Linked DNA regions of Mus musculus: region 2 is linked to region 1. The links are chromatin contacts, called in public HiChIP or PLAC-seq maps. All regions are on one chromosome and are shown on one strand. The core of a region is the stretch at or near the end of the contact, and the rest is flanking DNA. Distances in the headings are between cores, read along the strand shown.

Region 1 (7,019 bases), core at 1,413-3,912:
ACCTGATAATCCTGAGGTCAGACATAAAAGTGGGCAGTGAATGATGACTAAGGGAGTAAAGATGGTCCAAGATCATTTGGCTCTAGATCTGCAACATTCCAAATCTCTATCATTACAAAGTTTTAATCAGTTAACTGGCCTTGTACAGCTTTTAATTTGGGTGTTAAAATCTTTAATGTAGGTGTGACTCCCTCCACCTATCCCCCTACAGAACCTCAGTTTATAAGACATCTTGCAAGTTCTGCCCTCTCGGCAGGCCAGGCTAGTCACCCCAATTAACAACTAGCCAGCTTCATAAGGATGAATAATGCCATCCTACACTCACTAGCTAACCTGCTTGCTGGCTATGGACACCTGAGCAAAGCAGGTCAGAGCCACCAAACCACTCAGCTGCTCTGGACTAGGGAATGTAAAAAAAAAAAAAAAAAAAAATGTAGGTGTTTTATGTTGCTAAGTATTGAGATAATTCTTATGCAGCAAAAGCTGACACAACAGCATCTTTGTGGTCTATGGTCACTATCCATTTCTTTTCTCAAGTGCACATGATAAATGGAATTGCACCTCTCCTTTGAGACTTAACTGAAATATACCTGCTTCTATAACTCTATGATTTTATAATACCTGCTTCTCAGAGTCACATACTGGAGCCCAACCCTTCTTCCCACAATGCTTTGTTTCTTAATTTCTATTTATTATTCATTGCTTTGCCCTGAATGTATTTTCTCTTAAGGCTTCAGTGAGGAGGGAGACTGGGTCTTGACCATCACTGTAGTCTCTCAAGTGCCTAAGAAGCAGCACCTCTGAGGTTCTCACACTTTAATGAGTAGAAAGCTTACTTGGGTAGCTGGCTCTTTGTGTTGATTCTCAGCCCATCATGGGAGACTCTGATTTATTAATTCTGGTGTAGAATTAATTAATTCTGGTGTAGAATCCCAGAAAAGAAATATGTAACAAGTGGTCTAGGAGACCTAGCTGCAGCTGATATAGGACATGGCTGAAAAAATAAGCCTGAGGAGATGCTGCGCTCCCATGAGTTCGGTGACTTGTTCAAGGTCATACAGTCAGAATGTGACAAAGCCAGCCTGAAACCCCTTTCCAGACAGCCCTGCAGGTACTCTGAAAACATGCAAGCCACATTTTGAATCTCTAGACTCTACACTAGTAAAACCCATGGCTTGCAAGTGACTTCAGGATTGTGTGCATGTACACATGTAGAACAGCTACTTACTAGAGAGTGTCCCAGCAGATGGCCCGTTCTTCTCTGTTGCACTAGGAAGTGTTGGGCTGATGGCCAGATGTGGCTGCATTGCTAAAGAAGAACCAACCTGAGTAGAGCAAGATCAAGACCCACATCTGCCTTCCCCACTCTCCAGCTCCCTAACAAGGTAGCTAGCATCAACAAGAGGTCTCTATGGAATAAAGGGGCACTCCAGGGAGAACCAAGAAATGCTGCTTATTCAGAACTTGCTATAGATGTGAGTCAGCAACAACTATCTATATCTGACATAAACTCAAAGACAAGCAGAGTGGGAAGGCTGGCCAGTAGGAAATAGCTTCATACAGCCTCTGATTAGGGGTTGTGGACATGAAGCAAACAGAACAGGCTATCTAAAAGCAGGGTGCCCCACATGATTGAGAGTTCATATTTGGTTTTCTTTTTTAAAAATCAGTCCTAAGTTGAAAGGGGACACAAATGAGAGGCAGTTACTGATTAAATATCCACTCTGTCGGACTGATTTATAGGTGTTGGGCTATGAATTGTAGACTGTGGGCCAGTGGGGGAGGCAGGGGAGAGACTCTTATCTATGTACTTGCATGTAGAGGCCAGAGGTCAACTTCTGGTGTCACAATGCAGGAGACTTGACAGCCCCAAGGCTCTATCTGTGTCTGCCTCCCCAGCACTGGGGATAGAAGTGGGAGCCACCTCTCGTTGATTTTTTTTTTTAACCTGGATTCTAGGGGAGTGAGCTCAGATCCTCAGGTCTGTGAAGCAAATACTACCAACTGAGCTAGCTTGCCAGCCCCAAGCCCCTCTTTTTATATGCAGCCTAGCCATTATCTGTTCACATCTTAATCTTTCAAAGAGAATTCGATTCCCTGCACATTTCTCCTTGGCTAGCCAGCCCATTTCTTACTTCTCTCAAACGAACCTGATGTCGCAGTTTCTGTACGATCTGAAATATGGCCCCTCCTCCCCCCACCTCCAGCTCTCAGCATCTAGAAGAGAGGACTGGAGAAGCTCCTGACGTGCTGCCTGTCTATGGGGACTCTGGAATGGAACTTTTCTACCGTTTAATGTACCAATCCATCATCAAACTGCAGAGGGAGATCCGCCTCTGAATCATCAGGAACCCATGTCACCCTCACCCCACCCCCTACTTCTGCAGAGCTGTTTAGTCATCAGCACATGATAAATGGAATCCTGCCTCTCCCTCGAGGCTTAACTAAAAGCTGCTTCTATTGCTTCTCCGAGTTCCATGCTGGAGCCCACCCTTTCTTCCCACAATGCTGTGTTCCATTGCTTTGCCTTGGTCACTTTCCATTCCTTTTCTCAAGTACACATGAGAAACTTGAACTTTAAGTTTCACCCAGGGACCTCCTGATGCTGTGAGATGAAGAAATTTCCAGAGTGTTCAGTTTCCCATTTCTTTACATGGGTAATCCTCCATGTTGTCCATGCAGAGGAGGCCTAGAGTCACCCTTCAGCTGCCCACTCATTACCACATTCAGTCTCTACCAAGTCCTATTAATTCTACTTCCAGGATCTCTCTTGATTTGGTCCAGTTCCCAGTTCTGTCATTCCTGCCTGAATCCTAACGTATGCTGGCAGCACCTCACACCTGCCCTTGCCAATGCTCAAACAAGCCAATGTACCTTTAAACTCTTTAAAATAAGAATGGCAGAGATAGGCCAGGTACAGTGGCCACATCTGCTATCGCAGGGTTTGGGAAGCAGAGACAAGGGCTCAGTAGTTCAAAGTCGTCCTCCGCTATACAATGGATTTAAGGTCAGCCTGGGCTGCAGGAGATCCTGTCATAAAAACAAAAACAAGCCAGGCGGCGGGGGCGCACACCTTTGATCCCAGCACTCGGGAGGCAGAGGCAGGCAGATTTCTGAGTTCGAGGCCAGCCTGGTCTACAGAGTGAGTTCCAGGACAGCCAGGGCTACACAGATAAACCCTGTCAGAAAAGAAAAAAAAAAAAAAAAAAAAAAAGGAAAGGAAAGAAAGAAAGGGAGGGAGGGAGGGAGGGAGGGAGGGAGGGAGGGAGAGAGAGAGAGAGAGAGAGAGAGAGAGAGAGAGAGAGAGAGAGAGAGAGAGAGAGAGAGAGAAAGAATCGAATATGTACCTATTGAGTTAGAAAACAACTGTCAAGTCTGGAGAGGCGACTCAGAGGCTAAGAGCATGTATTGTTCTTGAAGAGGAGCAGAGCCACATCAGGCTGCTCACAACTGCCTGTGACTCTAACTCCAGGGGGGGTCACAATGTCTGCCCTCTGTAGACATGTGCACACACATACACATAATAACAAATACTAGAAAACAAATGTGAGTTTTAAACTTTTACCTATTAGGGCAACCGATTAGCAATGTAGACATTTTAGAGGCTAAAAACCGCAGTTGCAGAGCAAAACAACCATCTAAGTTCAGGCGTCTTAGAAAATACCTTGTCGAGCACAATCTAGGCCTCGGAGGAGCTGTGGTTGTCACCCTCTACAGGATGGGTTTTCCCGAAGCTGCCAGCTCCTTCAGGACGCACCAGGTTTCAGCTGCTCCCACCAGCTCTGCAGGGGATGGATTCAAGGCAAACCTCGTCTTTAAGGAGATTGAGAAGAAGCTTGAAGAGGAAGGGGAACAGTTCGTGAAGAAAATCGGTGGCATTTTTGCCTTCAAAGTGAAAGATGGCCCTGGCGGCAAAGAAGCTACCTGGGTGGTGGATGTGAAGAATGGCAAAGGATCTGTGCTTCCCAATTCAGATAAGAAGGCTGACTGCACAATCACCATGGCCGACTCAGACTTGCTGGCTTTGATGACTGGAAAAATGAACCCTCAGTCGGCCTTCTTTCAAGGGAAACTGAAGATTGCTGGTAACATGGGACTGGCCATGAAACTACAGAACCTTCAGCTTCAGCCGGGCAAAGCTAAGCTGTGAGGAGTCCCTTTGGCAACCTCAGGACATCAAGATGAGATGTGTAGATAGGTAGAGATCCACGTCTCGTCGTCAGGACTTAGACTGACACCTCCCGAATAGCATGAGATAGATTTGTTGCTAATTGGGTGCGGTCAATTGTGTTTCCCCGAAGCTGGGAGGTACATAGGGCCTCCCTGCCTGCACTGCTGCTTTGAGGACTTGCATTCTACTGTGCTTGATGAAGCTACTATGTCAATGATGGTTTGGGGTAAACTTGAGTTTCAGAATAAAATTCAGAACAGTAAAATCTGAAGACTGAGTAAACAAAGCCCTTGTTTTGCTTAGAAGTATATTTGAGGATCACTGTGTTGGACACTCGGTGTGACATTTCTCCTTGGGGGGACTAGAGAAGAAACAGATTTCCATAGTTGACCAGGAATTAGTGCCTCACACTCAATTACCTGCATCAGTTTCTCACTAATAGTTCTTAAAATAAAATTCTGTACTAAAAGTTTAAAAAAAAACTTTAAAAATGTTCATTTCATGCCATCAGAAACAGTTCTTTTCTTCCCAAATAAAATACAAGAATTATGGTCAGAGCTTAAGAGAGAATTTACAGCTGAACAGAACTGTTTTAAAATATTTTTCAAATGGGCATCTTTTTAAAAATCATAGTATCAGAGCCATGGATACCATTAATAAAAATAACTGAATAAAGTTTCTTCCAGAGATACGGGCTTCAAATTATAGTTTCATATTAATAAGTGTATAAACTGAGTCTCACAAATTTCCTTTTTCATACACTTGATTGTCTGCATTTATCTTTCTTCCAAGTTTTTCTAATTCTAATGCTATTTGTTATAATTTAGGTTTGGGATAAAAATATGCTTTTGGAAGATTTAAAAAGAAAATTAAAACAGCTCTTCCTGAAAAAAAAAAAAGAAAAAAAAAAAAAAGAAAATACCTTGTCAGAGAAAGCATTTTCAGTCATATTTGGAATGTGAGAATCTGCTTCTGTCTAACTGCAAAGGGACGAGCACCATTCTTCTTGTGATGGTAAGTCTTTTACTAGCTCTTAGAAAGTTCTGCAGTATCCAGACTGAACAGTATACCTCGATTAGTAAATACCAAGGAGGGAAAACGTGTCTGAGTAAGGGAGGACCCAGGAAAACAGATTGCAGAAAGAGGAGCACGGCATAGGCTGTGAAGTGCTGCCTTGGAAGCTGCCACTGCTTTTCCTGGCCTAGCTGTTCTGCAGGTCCTGTGACCACCATTATGTCCCTCCTCTGCTGCAGTCACATCCTGGCCTACAGGACCCATCGCTGAGTAGACTCAGCCCTTCTGGAGTGAGAAGGTTCTGTGCCTTCCAGGTGAGCTTGTACCTACCTCCTTACTTGATGCTTTTCCTTCAGATCTCAGAAACTCTATGTACCTTAAACACACACAAATACACACACGCACACACTAACATACACACACACATATACACACACACACACATATACATTCACACACATACACACTCTCACATATACATACTCATACATACACACATGCCCCACAGCTCTCACACACACCCCACACTTACATGCACACACACACACACACTTACACACATATATACACACACTCACACAGACATAGATACACACATGCCATCACACACACATGCATGCACATACACATATTCACACATACAACATAACACACTCACACACACAGTCATTCATATACAATACACCACATGCACACTCACACACACACACACACACACACACACACACACACACACACATACACCCTGCCTGGACTGCTGTCTCTCCGTGCCTGACTCACTAATGTTCACCTGTCAGATCTCAGATTAAACATTTTCCTCTCAAGTCAGCTTTGAGCGCTCACTATGCCTTGAAAATAATATCTTTCTGTCATGTCCTTTGATAGCACCCTAAACTTTTAGGACACTCACCACAACTTACAGTTTCTGCTCTTTGTCTTATATTTGTCTCCCTTCCAGACTAAAAAGTTCAGAAAGGCAAGAACAGCTTCTGACCTTTTACCTCTCCCTCCTTCCTATCCCCTTCCTCCCCTTCCTCTCCTCCCCTCCCCTCCCCTCCCCCACTCCCTTCTCTGCCCTTACTCCCTCCCCTCTCTCTTTGACCTACTCTATGAGCCTAGGCTGGCCACACACACAGTTCTCACTCTCCTAAATGCTGGAATTAAAGACATATACCACCAACCATGATATTCTATCTTTTTCAACACAGGACCGTCATCAATAACACGTCATAAAAATAGTAGCAATTAACATTTTCTAAATGCTTACACTGTTCCTCACCCCGCTCGGGCTGCTTTAAGGGTATCCACATCATTTAACAAATATTTACCAAGTGGTGGTTTGGAAAACAGGTGCTAGGCAGGCACACAGCAAGGAAGAAAACAGACGAAAGTAGCTGCTTCATGAAGCTGACATTTTAATGGGGAGACACACCAAGCAGGATGGTAAATAGCTCATACGCAATATCGTCAAGTGTTATGTGTTAAGAAAGAATGCAAGCACGGTGGGGGAGGGCAGGCTTTTGAGATTCCCATTTCCCCAGGTTTCATAGAACCAGAAATAAAAACTTGCTCAAAATTGAAGCCCTCAATGGAGGAGCTAGAGAAAGTAGCCAAGGAGCTAAAGGGATCTGCAACCCTATAGGTGGAACAACATTATGAACTAACCAGTACCCCGGAGCTCTTGACTCTAGCTGCATATGTATCAAAAGATGGCCTAGTCGGCCATCACTGGAAAGAGAGGCCCATTGGACTTGCAAACTTTATATGCCCCAGTACAGGGGAACGCCAGGGCCAAAAAGGGGGAGTGGGTGGGTAGGGGAGTGGGGGTGGGTGG
Region 2 (6,456 bases), core at 391-2,890, 58 kb before region 1:
ACTTTACAACTAATCAAAGAAATAAATACAATTAAATATCTTGCTTATAGTTTTAATGAAAACAATTATGTGTATACACTATTGGTAGATGCAAATTAAGAACACCTCTGAAGCAATTTGGCAATGTATGTATGCCAGAGGAGTTAAGAAACTGTGATGTCTCACACCTGGAATGCCAGTAGCTTGAGAGGCTGAGGTAGGAGGACTGTCAAGAGTTCCAGTACAACCTGGGCTACCATGAGCTGTAGGGAAGCCTGGGCTATACAGCGAGACTCTGTCTTTAAACAAACAAATAAAGAAGAGGCAGGAAAGATGGCACAGCAGTTAAGAGAGCACACCGCTCTTGTACAGGATCCCCGTTTGGTCCCCAGCACTCACAGTGGGTGACTCACAATGCCTATGATTCCAGCTTCAGGAAGATCTGATGCCTCTGGCCTATATGGGCACCCACACTCACACACACACACAATTAAAAACAAGTCTTAAAACAAAAGCAGATTTGTTAAGAAAATCCAAAGACTAGATATATAAAACAGATGCTCAGCACATCAGTTCAATACCCAGCACCAAAAACAAAATAAAACAAGTAAATACTGTAAATGTGGGGGCTGGAGATATAGCTTAGTGGTAGAGTAATTCCCTGACACTGTTTGAGGCCATTGGTTCCATCCTGAGCAATGCAAAATAAAAAATAAAAATAAACCCCAAACCCTTAGGCATAGGTCCAAGATCACCCTCAGACTCTCCACTAGGGGAAGAGACTAAGAACAAATTGTCTGTGCTCATGCCTATGAATTTACAGAACTTTTAGATTTCAACCATCTTCTGTTCTTTTTTTACTTACTAGGCACAGCTCTGGGCCATTTCAAGTACCTGTCTACTGAAGTCTTAATAGGCATTGCCTCTTCCTGGCATCAAAAGCAGCCATTTTAGCAGAGGTTGGTGTGGATACAAACAAAACGAGTAAGTTAACACACACCTCACCCCAACAAACATGTCTTCTAAAAACACAAATGTCAGCAGACATGTCTTGTAAAATACTAATGTTAAACACACACACACACACACACGCTACTTCTAATTTCCTGCAGGATCTCAGGCAAGTTATTTCGTATCTGGAACTCCACCTTCTCTGTAAGCTGTGAGCCTGTTAAGATCCAGGCGACTTGTGAAGACCTGCGGGTCCTAATTAATACTGTGGGTCCCCCAAAGATGTAGTACTGATGGTCCTTTTCTGGGTCCAAACCCCCAACCCCGAAGAGAAGATCCAGGCACCCGGGGGGAGGTGAGTAGTAGAGGAGAATTCGAATACAAAGCCATGTGAAGATGTGCGTTCTCCGAGCAAGAGTCCGGAGCTGTCAACAGGGTCCATGGCTGAAAGAGCCTATAGACTAGAATCTCGGAGCTTTTCCCATTTTGTCAAACTCCAAGGTCCCGGGACTCCCGAGCCTGTCCGCACCTTCAGCTCCGGGGGCTAAGCGGGGCTTGTCTCTCGTCTTCCTGAGCCCCAGGCGGGGCTTTCTGCGCTCAGGCTCTGTCTGGCCAGCTGCTACCTTCTGCCTCGTTCCCCAAGCATTACACGAGCAAGACCCAGCCAGTCACTCTGGGCGCCGCCATGTTGGCAAAACAACAACTTTATCGAAAGGGGAGGCCGCGGACACAGACAGGAGAGGCGGAGCCAAGAGGGAAAGGCGAGATGCGGGAGAGACAGCGCTGACTCCGCCCCCAAGCTGCTCGCCCAGGGCTGACCCCGCCCAGGCCTCGCCCTCTACGCCTGCTATCGGTACAAATTCTGCTTACCGGATTGTCCCGGTCTTACAATTAGAACAGAAACGAGGGAGATGCTAAAGGATGAAGTGACAGGTGGTTAAAAGAGCTCTGGGGTGGTTCAAGGCCAGGGTTTGAATCTCAGCGTCACAGAAGCTGCTACTGGGCTGGCTTGTCTGACTTTTTGATCCATTATGGGCCTGGTGAGGATTGAAGCACTTTTCATCCATCATATCAGGTGATCTTCTAGCCCCAGGAGGAGAATTACCTAGCCCGGAGTAGAGCGGGGAACAAAATGTACTGACAGGAAAACAAGCTGTCTGACCTCCTTCCTTATGGGGTTAATGTGCCCCATCGCCCAGCACGCACTGCATGGAGCAAGAGCTTCTTGCCTTGTAATAAATCAAGGAATTGCAAAGGAACAATGGTGTAATTACACTCTATCTTTTAAAGGAAGAATCTTTTTAAGGCCACATGTGAGAAGTGTACTGAGATTTGCAAATAGTGCAAAATGGTTGCTATCCAGTAATAGCGGGGGGGTGGGGGGGGAGGGGGGAAACAATGTCTGAGTGCCATCTCTTCCTACAGGGCTAAAATCAATTGTAGCTTCACAGACAATCCATCCCGTCACTGTATGTATAATCTCCATCTTAGTTTCTGTCCTTACATGGGTCAATGCAGTCCATAAGGAGACCAGCAGGGGTGTACACTCCTACAGAATAAAACTTCATTCTGTGTGCCACCCAGGAAACATAGGAAGCTTTTGTCCATTTCCAAGACTTCAACGACGACAACAAAAACAGTCTCCTGATCATTTAAAGCTCAAAACACCAGGTTGTTCTAGACCAGCATCAAACCTCACCTGGAAACCAATTCTGTGCCACCATTGCCCTGATACAGTTCACACTAGGTTTCCACTGCACTGGCTTCCCATCCCCCACCCCCAGAAGTGCCCTCCTTCAATTTCAGCTGACTCTCCCCATACTCTTTCCCCCCACACAACCCCCTCCCATCCTCACCCACCCCCCCAATCCTCCCATAAAATCTAATCTACCTTCCCAGGTCGGTTCCTATGTCTCCCAAGACCCCTCCTCTTTACATAACCTCTCTGTTTCTAGATTGTAGCTTGATTATCATTTACTTAATGGCTAAAATCCTAAAATCCCCTTATAAGTAAATACATACCATATTTATCTTTCAGATTCTGGGTTACATCACTTGGGGTTTTTTTTTTTTTTTCTAGATCCATCCATTTGCTTGCAAATTTCATGATGTCACTTTTTTTTTTTTTTTTTTTTTTTTTACAGCAAATACTCCATTGTGAAAATGCACCACATTTTCTTTATCCATCCTTCTATTGAGGGACATATGGATTGTTTCCAGTTTCTGGCTACTATGAAAAAAACAACAATGAACATGGTTGAGCAAGTATCCTTGAGGTAGGATAGAACATGCTTTGGGTATAAGCCCAAGAGTGGTACGCTGGGTCTTGAGGTAGATGGATTCCCAATTTTCTGAGAAATCAATATATTGATTTCCATAGTAGCTATACAGGTTTGCACTCCCATGATGGAAGAGGGTTCCCTTGTTCCACATTCTGGCCAACATGAACTGTCACTTGTGTTATTGATCTTAGCCGTTCAGACAGGTATAAGAAGGAAGTAGTTTTGATTTAGCATTTCCTTAAGAGTTTCTCAGCCATTTTAGACTACTCTATTGAGAACTCTCTGTTTAGATCTGTACCTCATTCTTGAATTGAATTGTTGGGTTTTTTTGTTTTTGTTTTTCTTTTATTGTTTTTCTGGTTTTTTTGTTTGTTGTTTGTTTGTTTGTTTGTTTTTTGATATCTAGTTTCTTGGGCCCTTTATGTATTTTGGATATTAGTCCTCTATCATATGTGGAGTTGGTAAAAATCTTTTCCAATTCTGTGCCCTCCTCCCAGCCTTGAGCAGGCTGCTCAGACCTGGCTTGCCACAGTGCTAGTCCACCTAGGGTGGAGTCTTCTGACCTGGGTAAAGTCTTTTGACTGCCACGTCTGTGGTTTCCTCAGCTGAGAGGCTGAACCTGTTCTCCTGACACTATCCTGACAAAGCAACAAGATCCTGGCGTGGTAGGGGATGGGTCCCCCCCTTTATAAGCTCAGACTCTTAAGTAAACATTGGCCTTGATCAGAACTTTGTCTTGGCTCGTTATTTCTCTCGCAGCCTTTCCCATCCAAAACCCCATGTTTCCTTTCAGGAACCCGGGAACCTGTGGTCGCTGGTGGCTACAGTCTCCTTTGTTTCACAGAAGCTTTTCAGTTTCATGAGGTCCAATTTATTAATTGTTGATCTAGTGACTGCATTATTGGTGCTCTGTTCAGAAAGCCATCTATTACACCAAGGCATTCAAGGCTATTCCCCACTGTCTTCCCTATCAGGTTCAATGTATCTGGTATTATGCTGAGATCTTTGATCCACTTGGACTTGAGTTTTATACAGAGTGATACATATGGTTATATTTGCATTCTTCTACATGCAGATATCCAGTTTAACTAGCACCATTTGTTGAAGATGCTGTCTTTTTTCCACTGTGTATTTCTGGCTTCTTTATCAAAAAACCAGGTGTCCATAAGTGTATGAATTTATGTCTGGATCTGCAATTTGATTCCATTGATCAACACATCTGTTTATATGCTTTGAAATTGAGAATGGTGGGGCATCCAGCAGTTCTTTTATTGTTCAAGATTGTCTTAGCTATCCTAGGATTATTTTTGTTTGTTTGTTTGTTTTTCTATATGGATTTGAGAATTGTCCTTCCAATGTCTGTAAAGAATTGAGTTGGAATTTGATAGGGATTACATTGAATCTATAGATTGCTTTTGGTAGGATGGCCATTTTTACTATGTTAATCCTACCAATCCTTGAGCATTCGAGATCTTTCCATCTTCTGCTATCATCTTCAATTTCTTTCTCCAAAGAATTGGAAGTTTTTATCATACAAATCTTTTATTTGCTTAGTTAGAGTTACCCCAAGGTATTTTATATTATTTGAGGCTATTGTGAGAGATATTGCTTCCCTGATTTCTTTTCCAATTCATTTATCATATATATATGGAAGAACTACTGACTATTTTTAGGTTAATCTTGTTTCCAGCTACTTTGCTGAAAGTGTTTATCAGCTGTAGGGAGTTTCCTACTGAATTTTTTAGGGTCACTTATGTATACTTTGGGGGAAAAAGTATCTGCAAATAATGATGCTTAGACTTGTTCCTTTCCAAATTGCATCCCCTTAATCTCTTGCAGTTGTTTTATTGCTCTAGTTAAAATTTTGACTGCTGTATTAAAAAGATCTGGAGAGGGTGGACAGCCTTGTCTTGTTTCTGCTTTTAGTGGAATTGCATTGAGTATCTCTCCATTTCATTTGCTGTTGGCTATCAGCTTGCTATACATTGCCTTAATTATGTTTAAGTATGTCCCTTGTATCCCTGATATCTCCAAGACTCTTAACATAAAGGGGTATTAAATTCAATCAAAGGCCTTTTCTGCATCTAATGAGATGATCATGTGGGGTTTTTTTCTTTGTTTATATGGTAGATTACATTTACTGATTTTTGTTTGTTGAACCATCCAATCATCTTTAAGACAAAGCCTACTTGATAATGGTGGATGATGTTTTTGATGTGTTCCTGGATTCAGTTTGCAAGTATTTTATTAAGTATTTTTGCATCTATGTTCATAAGGAAGATTGGTCTGTAAGTCTCTTTCTTTGTTGACTATGTGTCATTTGGATATCAGGATAACTGTGACTTCATAAAATGAAGTTGTCAATGTTCTTCTGTTTCTATTTTGTGGAATAATTTAAGGAGCATTGGCATTAAATCTTCTTTGAAAGTCTGGTATAATTATGCACTAAAACCATCTGGCCCTGGACCTCTTTTGGCTGCAAGCCTTTTAATGTCTGCTTCACTAGAGTTATAGGTCTATTTAAATTGTTTATTGGATCTTGCTTTAACTTAGGTAAGTGGTACCTATCAAGAAAAGTATCCACTTCTTTTATATTTTCCAATTTGGTATAGTACAGGTTTTTAAATTAGATATAATTCTCTGCATCTCCTCTGTGTCTGTTTTTATGTCCCCTTTTCATTTCTGATTTTATTAATTAGGATATTCTTTTTTCTGTTTTGTAGTTAGTTAGGATAAGGATTTGTCTATCCTTGTTGATTTTCTCAAAGAACCAACTCTTCCTTTCATTGATTCTTTGTACTGTTCCCTTTGTTTCTATTTTATTCATTTCAGCCCTCAGTTCTTTCCATTTACTCTTTTGGGTGTGCTGTTAAGTTGCTAGTATGAGATCTCTCCAACCTTTTTATGTAGGCACTTAGTGCTATGAACGTCCCTTTTAACACTGCTTTCATTGTGTCCCATAAATTTGTGTATTTTGTGCCTTCATTTTCACCGAATTCTAGAAAGTCTTTAGTTTCTTTAGTTCTGTCTTGACCCACTTTTCATTCAGTAGAGAGTTGTCCAGTTTCACAAGTTTTTAAGCTTTCTGTTGTTTCTGCTGTTGATGATATCCAGCTTTAATTCATGGTGGTCTGATAAAATGCAGGGAGTTGTTTTAATTTTCTTGTATCTGTTGAAACTTGCTTTGTGTCTGAAATGTGGTCAGTTTTATAGAATGTTCCATGAGATGCTGAGTGTTTGAGTG

Evidence for each region. HiChIP or PLAC-seq counts read pairs in DNA pulled down with a chosen protein or histone mark.
Region 2: a contact with region 1 is called in a CTCF HiChIP or PLAC-seq map of the NIH/3T3 cell line, with 15 read pairs. The contact joins the promoter of Lars2 here to the enhancer-like site in region 1. A contact is called at or near these places in 1 of 39 promoter capture datasets (macrophages), 1 of 15 datasets of contacts at CTCF or cohesin (the NIH/3T3 cell line), 1 of 484 Hi-C or Micro-C datasets (myocytes), 7 of 115 datasets of contacts at active chromatin or transcription factors (the SCID.adh cell line, bone marrow-derived macrophages, embryonic fibroblasts and 3 more) and 2 of 9 other capture datasets (adipose tissue and pancreatic islet).

The regions. Positions count from the first base shown.
Region 1 is chr9:123,304,639-123,311,657 of GRCm38.p6, reverse strand. It overlaps the pseudogene Scp2-ps2. Among named protein-coding and RNA genes, the nearest start is that of Tmem158, 47 kb to the right of the region's middle. Within about 2 kb of position 2,662, at least 41 of the 459 cell types and tissues checked have an H3K27ac peak or open chromatin away from gene starts, as enhancers often do. A contact at or near this core is called in the NIH/3T3 cell line, bone marrow-derived macrophages, macrophages and 2 more, where this site is marked.
Region 2 is chr9:123,362,111-123,368,566 of GRCm38.p6, reverse strand. It overlaps Lars2 (leucyl-tRNA synthetase, mitochondrial), which reads right to left and starts at 1,640. Exons shown (of 21, transcript NM_153168.3): 1 at 1,460-1,640.